2 separate regions of the Sus scrofa genome follow, and region 1 is linked to region 2. The links are chromatin contacts, called in public Hi-C maps. All regions are on one chromosome and are shown on one strand. The core of a region is the stretch at or near the end of the contact, and the rest is flanking DNA. Distances in the headings are between cores, read along the strand shown. Region 1 overlaps DCUN1D3 (DCN1-like protein 3). Region 2 holds the start of ERI2 (ERI1 exoribonuclease 2).

Region 1 (6,329 bases), core at 2,740-5,239, 43 kb after region 2:
CCTGTCCGTAGAAATCTCGGGGAAATAGCAAATCCTTTGGTAACAAAACCTTATGTTACACCTTTTTTTTTGAAAAAAGTTGTACTCATTTCTGTAGCTGTGACGATCAAACCCAACAGCTGGAGCTTGTATTTCCCCAGACTATAAGCTTGCTGTGTGACTGAGTTCTCTGGGCCTCTGTGCAGCTGTCCCCATGATGTTAGCAGATATACCTGGGAAAGGGTAGGAGTGCTCTCAGGAAGAAGGAGTAGCAAGGGTCTCCTCATGTTGGGAGCCTAACTCAGTTCTTAATCCTTATACCCCTGGATACTGCTAAAATTAATATTAAAAACACTAATGATTGCTATAATTCGTCAAATCCTTTAGGTACTGCTAAATGCGTTTATATGCAGTTTTGGTTAAGGTTGTTGAATCTCCTTTTAACAAGAGGAGAAAAAGGCTCAGATTAAGCAGTTTACCTAAGGTCACACAGCTAGTAAGTACACGATTATTATTTGAACTCTGATCGTCTCCAGTTCCAGAACTGCTTTCCAGTGCTCAAAGCTCCAGTCCTCTATACCTAAAAGGCTTGTCAGCTTAAGTTCAGACATCAGGTGGAGACAGATCCTGCTTTTCTTTGCTCATTTCTGCCGACTTTGCCTTGGAGAGCACCTCAGCCCTCTGTAACCCAGTTCCATGAATATTCACTACAGGGTGACAGGGAACTGATATATACTGCTGACTCCTAAATTCTAAGCACTGTGCTAGGTGTTTTTACAACATACATTATTAAATAAGTTAATGTTTCATAAAGTTTTTCAAACAGTGCCATGGTAGGTGCTACAAAAGTATTTTAAGTAAAACCAACAAAATTCTAACAGCAGTTTAAAAGGATTCTGATAACAGACTGCCATTATTGTGTGACTCGAGAAAACTGTGTAATGCCTATGAGCATGTTTCTTTATTTGAAAAGTAGACATAACAATTGTGTCTACATCGGTACTTGGGTTACAGTATGTGAGCTGTTCAGAGGATTAAAGGAGAGCACAGACAAAGTGCTTACTGCTTGACATGCAGTAAGTGCTCCATATATGTTAATTATTGGCTGTTATTTATAGTCTTTACAAAAGTCATGTGAGATAATAATTGAAATATTTAATATTTCTTTATAGTTGAGGAAACTTAGGCTTAGTTTGAGATCATTCACCCTTAGTTGAGATTTACCTCACATCTGTTAAGTGACAGCTGTGATTTGATTCTAGGTATCTGAGACTAGTCAGCATTCTTTGCATTGAACCATTTTCAGCAGGCAGCTTTCCATAAGCTGCCCACCTAGCTGCCCCGTGCCCCTTGGCATATATACATACCCCTAAAAAACCTTTCCCCTCTCCCTGAGTTTATAACCATTCATTCAATTCTATAGACAAAAACTGTCTTCACTCCTCATCTGTTGCAGCACTCATGGATCACTGTCTGGCCTAGGACTGATGGGAATAAAAGATGAAGAGGAAAGCTCCACCCCAAACATGTGTTTGTGAGTCTGCCTACCACTTACCATGTGCCATGTCTTATCCCTCATGGGCAATGGCAGAGAATGTGGTCGGGCTGCTGGCACTCCAGAGGCTGCCAGACTCCTTTATATAGTAGACAGCTTTTTTGGAAACTTTGTATCAGCTGTACCAGCTAAGGAGTCTAGTGCATTTATGTGGCATGTATAAATTTTCAATAAATGCCTAAAATTCAAACATTCTTCATCTTAAGACAGGGTGAGGGGAGGAAACAGTCTGTATTTTCTTCGTGTCAGTGGGTTGATACACAGGTACTGTAGCAGGTGTTCATTTCACGGTAGCACTGCTATTACATGGTATGTATAGGTAAGGAGACCAGGAGGAGCGAATTCTCTGTGGAGAAAACCCAGCCGTTATGGAGTTTGTCAAAGCTGTGGTATCTGTAAAGCAAATATCTATAAGGCAAACTATTTCCTCATTGATGGCTGTTAAAAAATTGAAGGAAAAAGATAAGTTAACTGAAAATCTGGCAGGTCCAACAGAGAGGAAAGTTGAAGACTCTTAGCTTTTCACCAACACTGGAAGCCCCCTTTCAATTCAGTTTTTATTATTTATTTATTTATTGGTCTTTTCTAGGGCTGCACCCGTGGCACATGGAGGTGCCCTGGCTAGGGGTCCAATCGGAACTATAGCCGCCGGCCTATGGAACAGCAACATCAGATCCAAGCCGAATCTGTGGCCTACACCACAGCTCACAGCAACGCCAGATCCTTAATCCACTGAGCAAGGCCAAGGATCAAACCCCAAAACCTCATGGTTCCTAGTGGGATTCGTTAACCACTGAGCCACAACAGGAACTCCTCAATTCAGTTTTTAGGAACACTTCCTTCCCTTCAGAGTGAGACTGCAGTGTTACGTTTCACCAATAGGTGCCTCCATCACATCAGAGTTCCCCTTTAGAACTGGAAGTATCATTTTCAGTAAAGCCTTTGCTTTTTATCACCTCTCAAATTGTCAACATTCTAAATTGCAAAGGACATGGGCACAGGTACACACAGTTCCGAAACTGATAGAGATATTAGCTATACTCCAGAAAAGCTGAACTAGTCCAGCATGCAGTACGTATCATTACAAAAAACCTCACAGATCGCTCTATACGCTGGGACCCCGCAATTCCACTTCAAGAGAATTATCCTATAGTAATAGGATAGTTTCTCAAAAACATGTATAGAGGGGATATTATGGGGTCATTACAATGTAAATCTAGGTGGTTATTATTTTTAAAATTAATGCGTTCGTGTGTAAATAAAATCTCTAGTGAAAGAGATCTGTAAGAAGCAGCAGAAGACCAGATCCAGACTCCCTGACTCTTGAATCCCAGCTTTCCTACTTTTTAGTTGTGGGAACTTGAATAAGTTATTTAACATCTCTGTGCTTGGTACATAGTAATGGTACATATCTTACTAGGATTGTTATAAAGATGAGATTATGCATTCATAATATATTGTAGGTTGTATAAAGCATGGAGAGTTACAGAATATCTGTATAGTGTGAATCTATTTCTGTAGAAAAAAAATATACCAAGATATGCATGGGCTTGAAACAAAATCTGGAAGTTTATATGCCAAAATATGAACAGTATTTATCACTAGCTAATGGGATTGGCAGATTGAATTTTACCAAATGCTTTTCTGTATTTTTTTAAATCAGCATATATTGCTTTTATAATTAGAAAAAAGCATTCTATTGAAAAGTAACTTGCAAATTTGGATATTTGAGGCAGTGTTTCACTTTTTCTTTTTCTTTTTCCTGCTTTTTTGGGGTCTGCATGTGCAGCATATCGAAATTCCCAGGCTACACGTCAAATCCAGTCTACAACTGCGGCCTACACCTACACCGCAGCTCAGGATACTAGTTGGGCTTGTTACCACTGATCCACAACAGGAATTCCCAGTGTTTAGCCTTTTAAATGTAACTTCTATTAAGATCTGGCCCTATGGGAGGTCCCGTTGTGGCTCAGCGGAAACAAATCTGACTAGTATTCATGAGGATGCAGGTTCAATCCCTAGCCTTGCTCAGTGGGTTTGTAGGTGGCAGATGTGGCTCAGATCTGGCATTGCTCTGGCTGTGGTATAAGCTGGCAGCTATAGCTCCGACTCAGCCCCTAGCCTGGGAACCTCCATGTGCTGTGGGTGGGGCCCTAAAAAGACCAAAAAAAAAAAAAAAAAAGTCTGGCCCTATGAAAGTTGGCAACCAGGAGGCCAAACTGAAGAGCTTGATTTGGAATTGAGATACTACAGTTTTTGAAGTTCCCTTGTAAAGAGCCAAGTTCCCCAGGTATACTGCTGACCTCAGCTGCAAGGTCCTGAGAACACCTTGAAACCAAACGTGTTGCAGGATTTCTTTCCTGCTGCAGCTGAGTTCCAAAGCTGTGGGAGCTTAGCTGCTGTCTACCTCATGAGACTCCAGTCCTGAGAGACAAAATAAATGTCTGCCTAGGTTGGTGCTTCAGCTCTGCTCCTGGGCAAGTCACTTAACCTGAAGTCCATTTACACAGCTCTGTGGGGATATATCTACTTTTAAGGATTATTATGACTATTCAAAAACTCAGTTTTTGGAAAATGACCAAATAGTGATCTGGATATGAATTATTTTCCCTCTCTGAGCCTCAGTTTCCTCATTGTAAAAATGGCAACATTAGTACTTACTAAACAAGGTTGTTTTAAGAATTAAATTAGGGAAAGCCTACATTGTACTGAGGATCATCTTCTAACTGCAGGATAATAGAGCAGATGAGGGCTCCCTGTGCCAAAAGCACTCCCTTTGCTCCTAGGACTAGTCAGAGCCATTTCTTTTCCTGAATGGGTGGGGCTGGAAGTTTCCCAATGGGCCCCCACTCCAGAACTCTGCAGAGATGGGCCCAGACCATAAGGTCTCTGAGGCCCCAGTCTGCACACACTGTTCTTTCAGCTGATGCTCGGTCTTTTGGAAGCCAAAGCTGCCAACTTGGCCTCTTGCAAAACACACATTCCATTCATAAGTGCGTTTGTGCATTTTTCCTCCCACACCCTTCTAGACAGCCAGTGCAGAGCTGCCAAGGCAGCTGCTGGAGAAGCAGCTTTTCATTTAGGGGAAAAAAGCAACTTGAAAGATTTTCACAGAACTCTTGGTTTAGGCTTTGAACGTACTACTCCCCAACTTCTCTGGCCTCCTCACCCATAGTGGGGTTGGGTTGTTCAGGATACTCAGCCATGTTCAATTTCATTTCCTTTTTTCTTCCCCCCCTTGTAATACCTTCCCTATTATAAAGGAAACCCAGTAATAGAAACCTGAAAAATCCAAAAAAGTTAAAATTACATCTAATGCCACTATTTTACAATCTTTCCATTATTCAAAAGCAGTTTTTAATAGCTGCATAATATTCCAGTGTGTTGATGTGTGTCATAATTTCTAAAACAGTCCTCTGTGGTCAACACTGAAGTTATTCCCAAATGATGCTGCCAGTCATATCCTTGCCACATCTTTGGCAGATAATATTTCTTGAGGAAAAATTCCTAGAAGTGAAATGATTGGTCTAAAGACTATGAACACTGAAGGTTTTATTTTTGGGGGGGGGGATTTTTTAAAAATTTATTTAATTTTTTTTGCTTTTTCATCCACACCTGCTCCATTTAGGAGTTCCCAGGCCAGGGATCAAATCCCAGTCACATCTGTGACCTATGCCACAGCTGTGGTGATACCGGGTCCTTAACCCACTGTGTCAGGCTGGGGATCAAACTGGCAACACCAGAGACAAGTCGGATCATCAGCCCACTGCGTGACAGCAGGAATTCCCACTGAAAGTTTTTTAAATTCCAGGAAAGTTTGTGTTTGCTAGCATCAATTTGTTTCATATCTTTGTCAGTTTGATAGGTTAAAAGTTTCATTATAGGTTTAATTTCTGTTTGTTTGAATCCCCTTTAGGTTGAAAGATTCAATATCCTTTTTTCCAGAAGCTTTTTGGCCAATTTTCTTTAGTGAGTTGTCCATATCTTTTGCCCATGTTTCTGTTCTCTTTTCCATACTTATTTTTTAAGGTATCCTGTCAATTATTGCAAAAACGTTCCTAGTTTTTAAAGGTAGTACGTTTTAGAAGTTTGTTCTTGTTATGATTTTTTTCTATTTGCTTTTATGGGTAGAAAGTCTTGACATAACCAGAGAGCAATTTAATATCCATTTATATATATATATAGTTTTGAATGATTTAATTTTTATACCTTTATTCCTCCTGGGACTTAAATTTTAGCATATGGTAACTCTTCCCACAAATACTTAGATTTAATCCAATTTATCTTACTTAAAATGCAGTAAAAGAGCCTACATTATTTATTATGTCAGCCCACGTATACAACAGCCTTGTGTCTCTGTCTTCTGTCTTAACGCTAGTACCATATTGTTTTATAGCTCTGTATTGTGATATACTAGCAATTTCAGCACCACCCCAGGTAAATATTGTCGGCCTATGGAGTCCTCAGCAGCATGGATTACAAAATACTATTTAAAAGTTAGATGCTCTGCTGCTGACTGCATTGCTGCCATATTCCACTAGGACTTTCTCAGCACCCCTGAGGTAAGAAGAAAATCAGGATTGGAATGTTACATAGGAAGAATGTTATACCCACAAAAGACCATTACAGCTTTCATAGGTCAGGACATCCTTGGAAGGAAAGGAAGTGGAAGAGGTTAGGAGGCTAACTCCCTTGCCTTAACTTCCCAGGCAGACTAACGCTTTTGGATCTAGGTCAGAATTGAGAGCTAGAGAATGATTTGCAGAGCTAACGGAAGCTATGTGCTTTGGCAACT
Region 2 (6,044 bases), core at 1,802-4,301:
ACTTCTGGAGGGAACATTATTTCTCCTGAACAGTGAATAAACCTAATTCCAAATGGCATATAGCTTTTATTTTCTTTTTGAAACTGCTTTCTGAATTTTAATATTTGCATCTTGCTTGCTTGTTTTTTGTTGGGGTGGGAGGGATGTGAAGAGAAGTGAAAAAAGAAGGACATACCTGTTTTATGCCTGTTAGTTCCATGCAAAATTCAGAAAGAATCGGATGTTCCTGAGGCTGAACATAGGTGTGGAACTCAGATTCAATCTCTCCAGTTGATGTGTTCAGCAATACAGCTGGAAATTCAACTGTACAAAAGAATTAGCAATTGACGCATATGTAATTGTTAAATTAAGGCTGCAATCACTCTAAATTAAACATATATTGCCATCATACAGCATTATTGAACAATGACTGTTTTAGTAAAGCATATCAAAATGACCAAAGCAGTATGATATGATGGTTTCAATAAAGTTATGCCAAGGAATAAATCAAACTGTTAAAGTTATGGGCATATCCACTAAAGTTTATTTTCTCAAACTAACTGTTAACTGTTTTATAGCTATAAAATTTCAAGCAACTTATCTAGTGCTACCTTTGGCTATTGGCAGTTCAGACTTACTTATTTCCTGGCTCCGGTGGCATTTCCCATCATTCCAACATGTTGACTCAAAATCAATGACAACTAAGTAGTCAAACAATTGCTCTACAAAAGATCAGAGTGTCCTTAATGTTTTATTAGTACTAAAAACACAAGGCTACAGAATATAAAGAAACTAATGACACTACTTACTAGATTTGCTTCTTCCCAGATTTCCATTTGCTGGTGCAATTGACTTTCTCCTAATTAATCCAAGCTGCCTAAAAAGGTAAACAATCCAGGTATGTCCAACAAACTCATTCATACTCTTCTTTTTATAAGCTAACAAACTGATGGTATAACCCACATTATGAATATATTTATGTATTATAATTGAAATTGAATTAGATTTTGAGGGCAAGACTTTGATTTTTTATACTAACTGCCACCCTCTTTTGATTTTAGTAGTCATTCTACCTGCTTGGGCTTCAAAGTGCATATTTGCAGACTTAAGACAATTATTTCTCCTCCCTTTATTTTATTTAATTTGATTTTATATTTTTTCCTTTTTAGGGCCTCACCAGAGGCATATGGAAGTTCCCTGGGCTAGGGGTCCAATCAGAGCTACGGCTGCCAGCCTTTGCCACTGCCAACACGGGACCCAAGCCTCGTCTGTGACCTACACCACAGCTCATGGTAATGCTGGATTCCTGACCCACTGAGCGAGGCCAGTGATAGAACCCACATCCTACTCAATTTGTTTCTGCTGCACCAGAACGTGAACTCCTTGCTCCTCTTATTTTAGAGTCATACTCAAGTGATTGTAAAGATGTATCGAAAAGCTCAATTTATTTCTGTTTTTGCATTTTTCAAGTCCTCACTGTGTATACAGCTCACTGTGAGAAGACAGGGCAGGTCCAGCCTTCTGGGAGCTTAAAATATCTCGAAAAAAACTAGATATCCATGGCAAACTGCCATAAGGTAATATATGATAAAGGATCCTTAAAGTTGTATGCTAAGTCCACAGAAAGGGATGAACTTGTTACCTGAAAACTGGGTGGGTGTTCAGCCAAAAGACAAAACCAAGGTAAAGAGTGGGAACAGGAAGAATTACTTGCAGCAAGTAAGGGCACTAGGGATCTTTCTCAAAATAGCAAAACTGGGGAAGTTTTAAACTAAGGGTACATGCATATTCATAAAGAGGCTTAGATGGTGGAGAATCTAAGCTTTAGATGATTAAAGTCAAGAGGGTCAGAAAAAAATCATCATCCCTTAGGTTCCAGTTGATCTGGTGGTTGAGGGCTTTGGGCTGATCTTTACCACTGAAAAAGAACTAGGAGGCTTTACAACTGACATATTATTTTTGCTATTGCTATTTCTCTTGCCTGATAATAGTCATTTGTTTCTGCATTCTTTTGTTCCCTTAAGATCATCAATTACTGAGACCTGTTTAAGAACAAGCACTGTGGCCAGGTCAAAAATGGCTTCTGTTAGGTCAAGAAAGCCATACCTGGTTCTTTCTCCAGGGAACCTGTACCCTAGCTGCTTACAAGCTTACTAAGGTCTTAAGTGCTGTGAGACAAACTACTTTGCTGAGTAGGCAGAGTTTAACTAGGCAGACAGCTCCTGTTGGAGTTTTTTGAGTGGTGAACAGCTGACATCTATTGATTGGTTACTACAGAGTAGGCGCTGAACACAGGTGGTGAACTCATTTCATCCTCAACAACTGTATAAGGCAGTCACTTTTGCTACCTATATTTAAAGGGTAAGAAAACAAATTCAGCAATTTGCCCAATGTGAACCCAAGATCATCCAACTCTGAAACTATTTCAGATAGCAGTGTAATGCCTATCCACTAATGCACTGCACTGCTTCCATGAAACGGAAAGGTGAACACCATGTCCAAGAAGCAGTAAAAAAGCCTAAATGATCTACATTATGAACTAAACAGATCACTAGTTAGTGGCAGGGAGAACAGTTTGACGGGTGTGGTGGGGCTGCCTATGATCTTGGAACCGGAGGGCCGTTCTTAATCGTTTCCCGAGGCCTAGAACAAGCAAACGCTGACTCAAGGGCACACAGAGAGCCCTGGTCCTTCCACCCTCGTGCAGAGGGTGGCCTGAAGCTCGAGAGGAGGGAACCTTTCGGCCCGGAGCCGGGAAGAGAGCAGGTCGGAGACGCCCGACCTGCAGAGAATGGAGGCTGACACTGCGGACCCTGGCGCGGACGCCAGTGCCGGACCAGGAGCGACACCCCCCGCCCCAGGCCGCGCAGAAGCCCCTCGCATACCTCGCTAGCTTCTTGGTTGCCATTTCCGAAGCTCCCTACTCGCCGCAGCCCAACGGCCGGAAGTCGCTCTGCCCCCCACTTCCGGTCCATTCAAAAGCCCCGCGCGGCTGAGGCGGCGGCTCTGGCTGAAGCTGAGGCGGCGACTGCGGCGGTGTGCGCTCTCCGCAGGGCTGCTGTTCAGCGGCTTCGGGGGTCAGGGGGGTGGGGAGTGGTTTTTGGTGGGGAAGCCGCTAGGCAGAGCCCCACCCCCCTCTTTTCCAACGGTCAGAGGCGCCGTTCGCGGCGTTGTGGAACCGTTTCGAACGCGGCCTCCGGCGTCCTCAGTAAAACCGTTTGGCTTGGGGGCCGCGGAGTTCGCTGCGCCGCCAAACCGGGAAGACCGTTGGCGCCCTCGCTTTGCGCGGCGGGCGGGGAGCGCTCTGTAAACTGAATTGAGAGGATCTGAGGAAGGTTGGAGGCTGCCGCAGCCCGTGCCGCTCCCCACGCAGGAGCCGCCCGGACTGGCGGGGCGTCGGGGTTTTCTCAGCTCTAACCGATCTTTCTTCACAGCTTCATGGAGCCAGAGAGGGAGAGGACTGGGAGGGCCCCCAAGAGGGGCAAGAAGAGGAGGCGCGTCGCGAACCAGCTGGTCGGGGCGGCTGAGGCGATGAGAGCCCGGTGGGATCTTGAGGAGAGACAGCAGCCCGAGGCCAAGGTGAGCAACGGGGAGCCCGAGGGGGCGGCCCGAGGCGGTTTGGAGCTCCCAGATCCTAATACCATCCCGCTGACGTTGGCAGTTTAAAACGGGTGTCGTGTCTGGCACACGCGAAGAACGCTCATTCAACGAACATTTATTGAAGTCTTTTCTGTTCCAGGAATTGTTCTAGGGTCGGGGGAGATCTCAGTGCACAAAAGCACAAAATTCCCTGCCCTTGTGCAGTTTACGTTCCAGCAGGGGAATAATAAGGCTGATGATCATCCCTGTCATTTATTGAGAGCTAAATATATGTGGTCCATCCCTTCAGTCATCAGATTTCTTTTGTCTATCATGTACTGGTCACTGCCCTAGGCACTTGAGGTACATCAGTGAGTAAATAAATATCTCCACTACCTTGCTGGTGGAGAAAGAAGATAAATAATAGATATGATAAATAAGTTATACAGTATATTAGAAGGGAACTAATGCTGTGAAAACATTTTTAAAAACTTGTGGGAGTTCCCGTCTTGGCTCAGCGGTTAACGAATGGACTAGGATCCATGGGGACACAGGTTCCATCCCTGGCCTTGCTCAGTGGGTTAAAGGATCTGGCATTGTGGTGAGCTGCTGTGTACCTCACAGATGTGGCTGGCAACTGTGGTTCTGATTTGACCCCTAGCCTGGGAACTTCCATATCCCTCACCTGCAGCCCTAAAACACAAACAAAAAAAATTTTTTAAATTATGGCTGGACTTGTGGCTTATAGAAGTTCCAGAACCAGGGATTAAATCTGAGCCACAGCTGCGGACTAAGCAGCTCTGGGATCCTTTAACCCACTACCACCAGCAGAGGATGGAACCCAGTCCTCCGCAGGGACACAATGCCTCATCTTCCCCTTATTTTAGTGTTTACGTTTTTCCCACAATCTACACTACCTCAATGCAACAAAATCAGGAAATAACATGGATATATCACTACCATCTAATCCTCAGACACCAAGATTCTCCAGTTGTTCCAGAAAAGTCCTTTTTAGCAATAAGATCTAGTCTAGAATCACATGTTACATTTAGTCTACAAGTCTCCTTCAGTCCAAACAATTGTTTGTTCAGTCTTTTCTTTCATATTCATAACCTTACTATTGAAGAATCTTGGACCAGTTATTTTGTAAAATGTCCCTCAAGTTAGGTTTGTCTCTTTTCTTATTTATTATATTGATTTGGCTATATACATCTTAGGAACATCACAGAAGTAATCTGTTCTCTTGTATATTATCAGGTTGTATACAAATTTTTTGTCCCTTTACTGGTGATATTAACCTTGATTACTTGATTAAGGAAGTATGTGCTAAACTTCTCAAAGGTTATTCTTTTTCTCTGTGATTTTGTGGGAGATGCTTCCTCATTAAACTTCCAGTTTATTTATTTTTTTTTTGCCTCAGCCCACAGCATGTGGAAGTTCCTGTGCCAGGGATTGAACCCATGCCATAGCAGTGACTCAAGCTGCTATAGGGACAACACTTGATCCTTAACCTGCTGTCCCACAAGGGAACTCCTGATTTATTTTTATTAGTATGAGTTTGTAGATACCTATTTTACTCAATGAATTATAATCTATTATGATATTTGCTGCTCAAAATATCCCATATTTGGCCATTAAGCTAGCTTCTGTGTCCCTTTGACATGACCTGATCATTCTTTGAGCATTTCTTTATTTTTCTGGCACAAAAAGATTACCCAGGCTCTTTTATTCTTTTTAGTGGAGAATGACATTTAGAAATTCAAGATCTGGGTGCTAGATATGCTTATTGCTATTGGGATGTCAATACTCCAATACATACATATATTTACATTTGAATATTTTTCTGTATCCATACATATCAAAAAACCATGAATTCATATCAGTATCTCTACTTTAATTCCATGGGGTTCATTATAGTTTTCTCCCTTTGCATATTTATAACTTCCTTATATTGAAGTGAAAACTGATTTGCATTATCTTCAGTGTATTTGATCAGTCCCTCATTGCTGCCATTGCCTGAAACCCTCACGTTCTCCTCACTTTGCTTGGGCTCTTGTCACTTGGAATCTTATACCAGGTCTCCCTCCTGTGTGAATACCTTCATTGCTACTGTGAAAAGTTACCACCCTCATCCTTCTCACATGAACAATTTCACCCTACTTTGGCTCTGAATTATGTTAACCACTATTGTCCCTCAGCATTGATGCCCTTCTTACCCTAACTAAGTTCTAACATCTGATGTCAACCCTCGGTGCTCTCCAGTTCCCACTGCATGGATGCCCTCTACTGCTCAAGCTTTGACACCTCACATTGAGCCACTGTCCTGCATGTGTGTCACGGGTTCCTACCCCTAGTCCTGAGGTGTTTCCCCCATCTCAGGCTCTGACATCCCATGTGTGGCAACCATGATCACTCACCACCATATAGACTCCTTCCTTTGATGCATTATCAGTCTCATACATTTTTGTTTGGCAAATATAAATCGT

The links. Hi-C and Micro-C count contacts between places; a contact is called where the count stands out from the background.
Region 1: a Hi-C map of embryonic fibroblasts shows a contact between it and region 2, with 2.6 times the contacts expected there. A contact is called at or near these places in 9 of 47 Hi-C or Micro-C datasets (alveolar macrophages, brain, embryonic fibroblasts and 5 more) and 2 of 2 datasets of targeted methods (alveolar macrophages and skeletal muscle).

What each region holds. Positions count from the first base shown.
Region 1 is chr3:25,193,166-25,199,494 of Sscrofa11.1, reverse strand. DCUN1D3 (DCN1-like protein 3) reads right to left here. Exons shown (of 4, transcript XM_021086516.1): 4 at 3,444-6,329. The region is part of intron 19 of REXO5 (putative RNA exonuclease NEF-sp); the gene reads left to right. Among named protein-coding and RNA genes, the nearest start is that of ERI2, 43 kb to the left of the region's middle.
Region 2 is chr3:25,235,905-25,241,948 of Sscrofa11.1, reverse strand. It overlaps ERI2 (ERI1 exoribonuclease 2), which reads right to left and starts at 3,051. Exons shown (of 10, transcript XR_002342391.1): 1 at 2,865-3,051; 2 at 789-856; 3 at 618-701; 4 at 176-303. It overlaps REXO5 (putative RNA exonuclease NEF-sp), which reads left to right and starts at 2,943. Exons shown (of 20, transcript XM_021086509.1): 1 at 2,943-3,015; 2 at 3,414-3,558. The coding sequence starts at 3,418.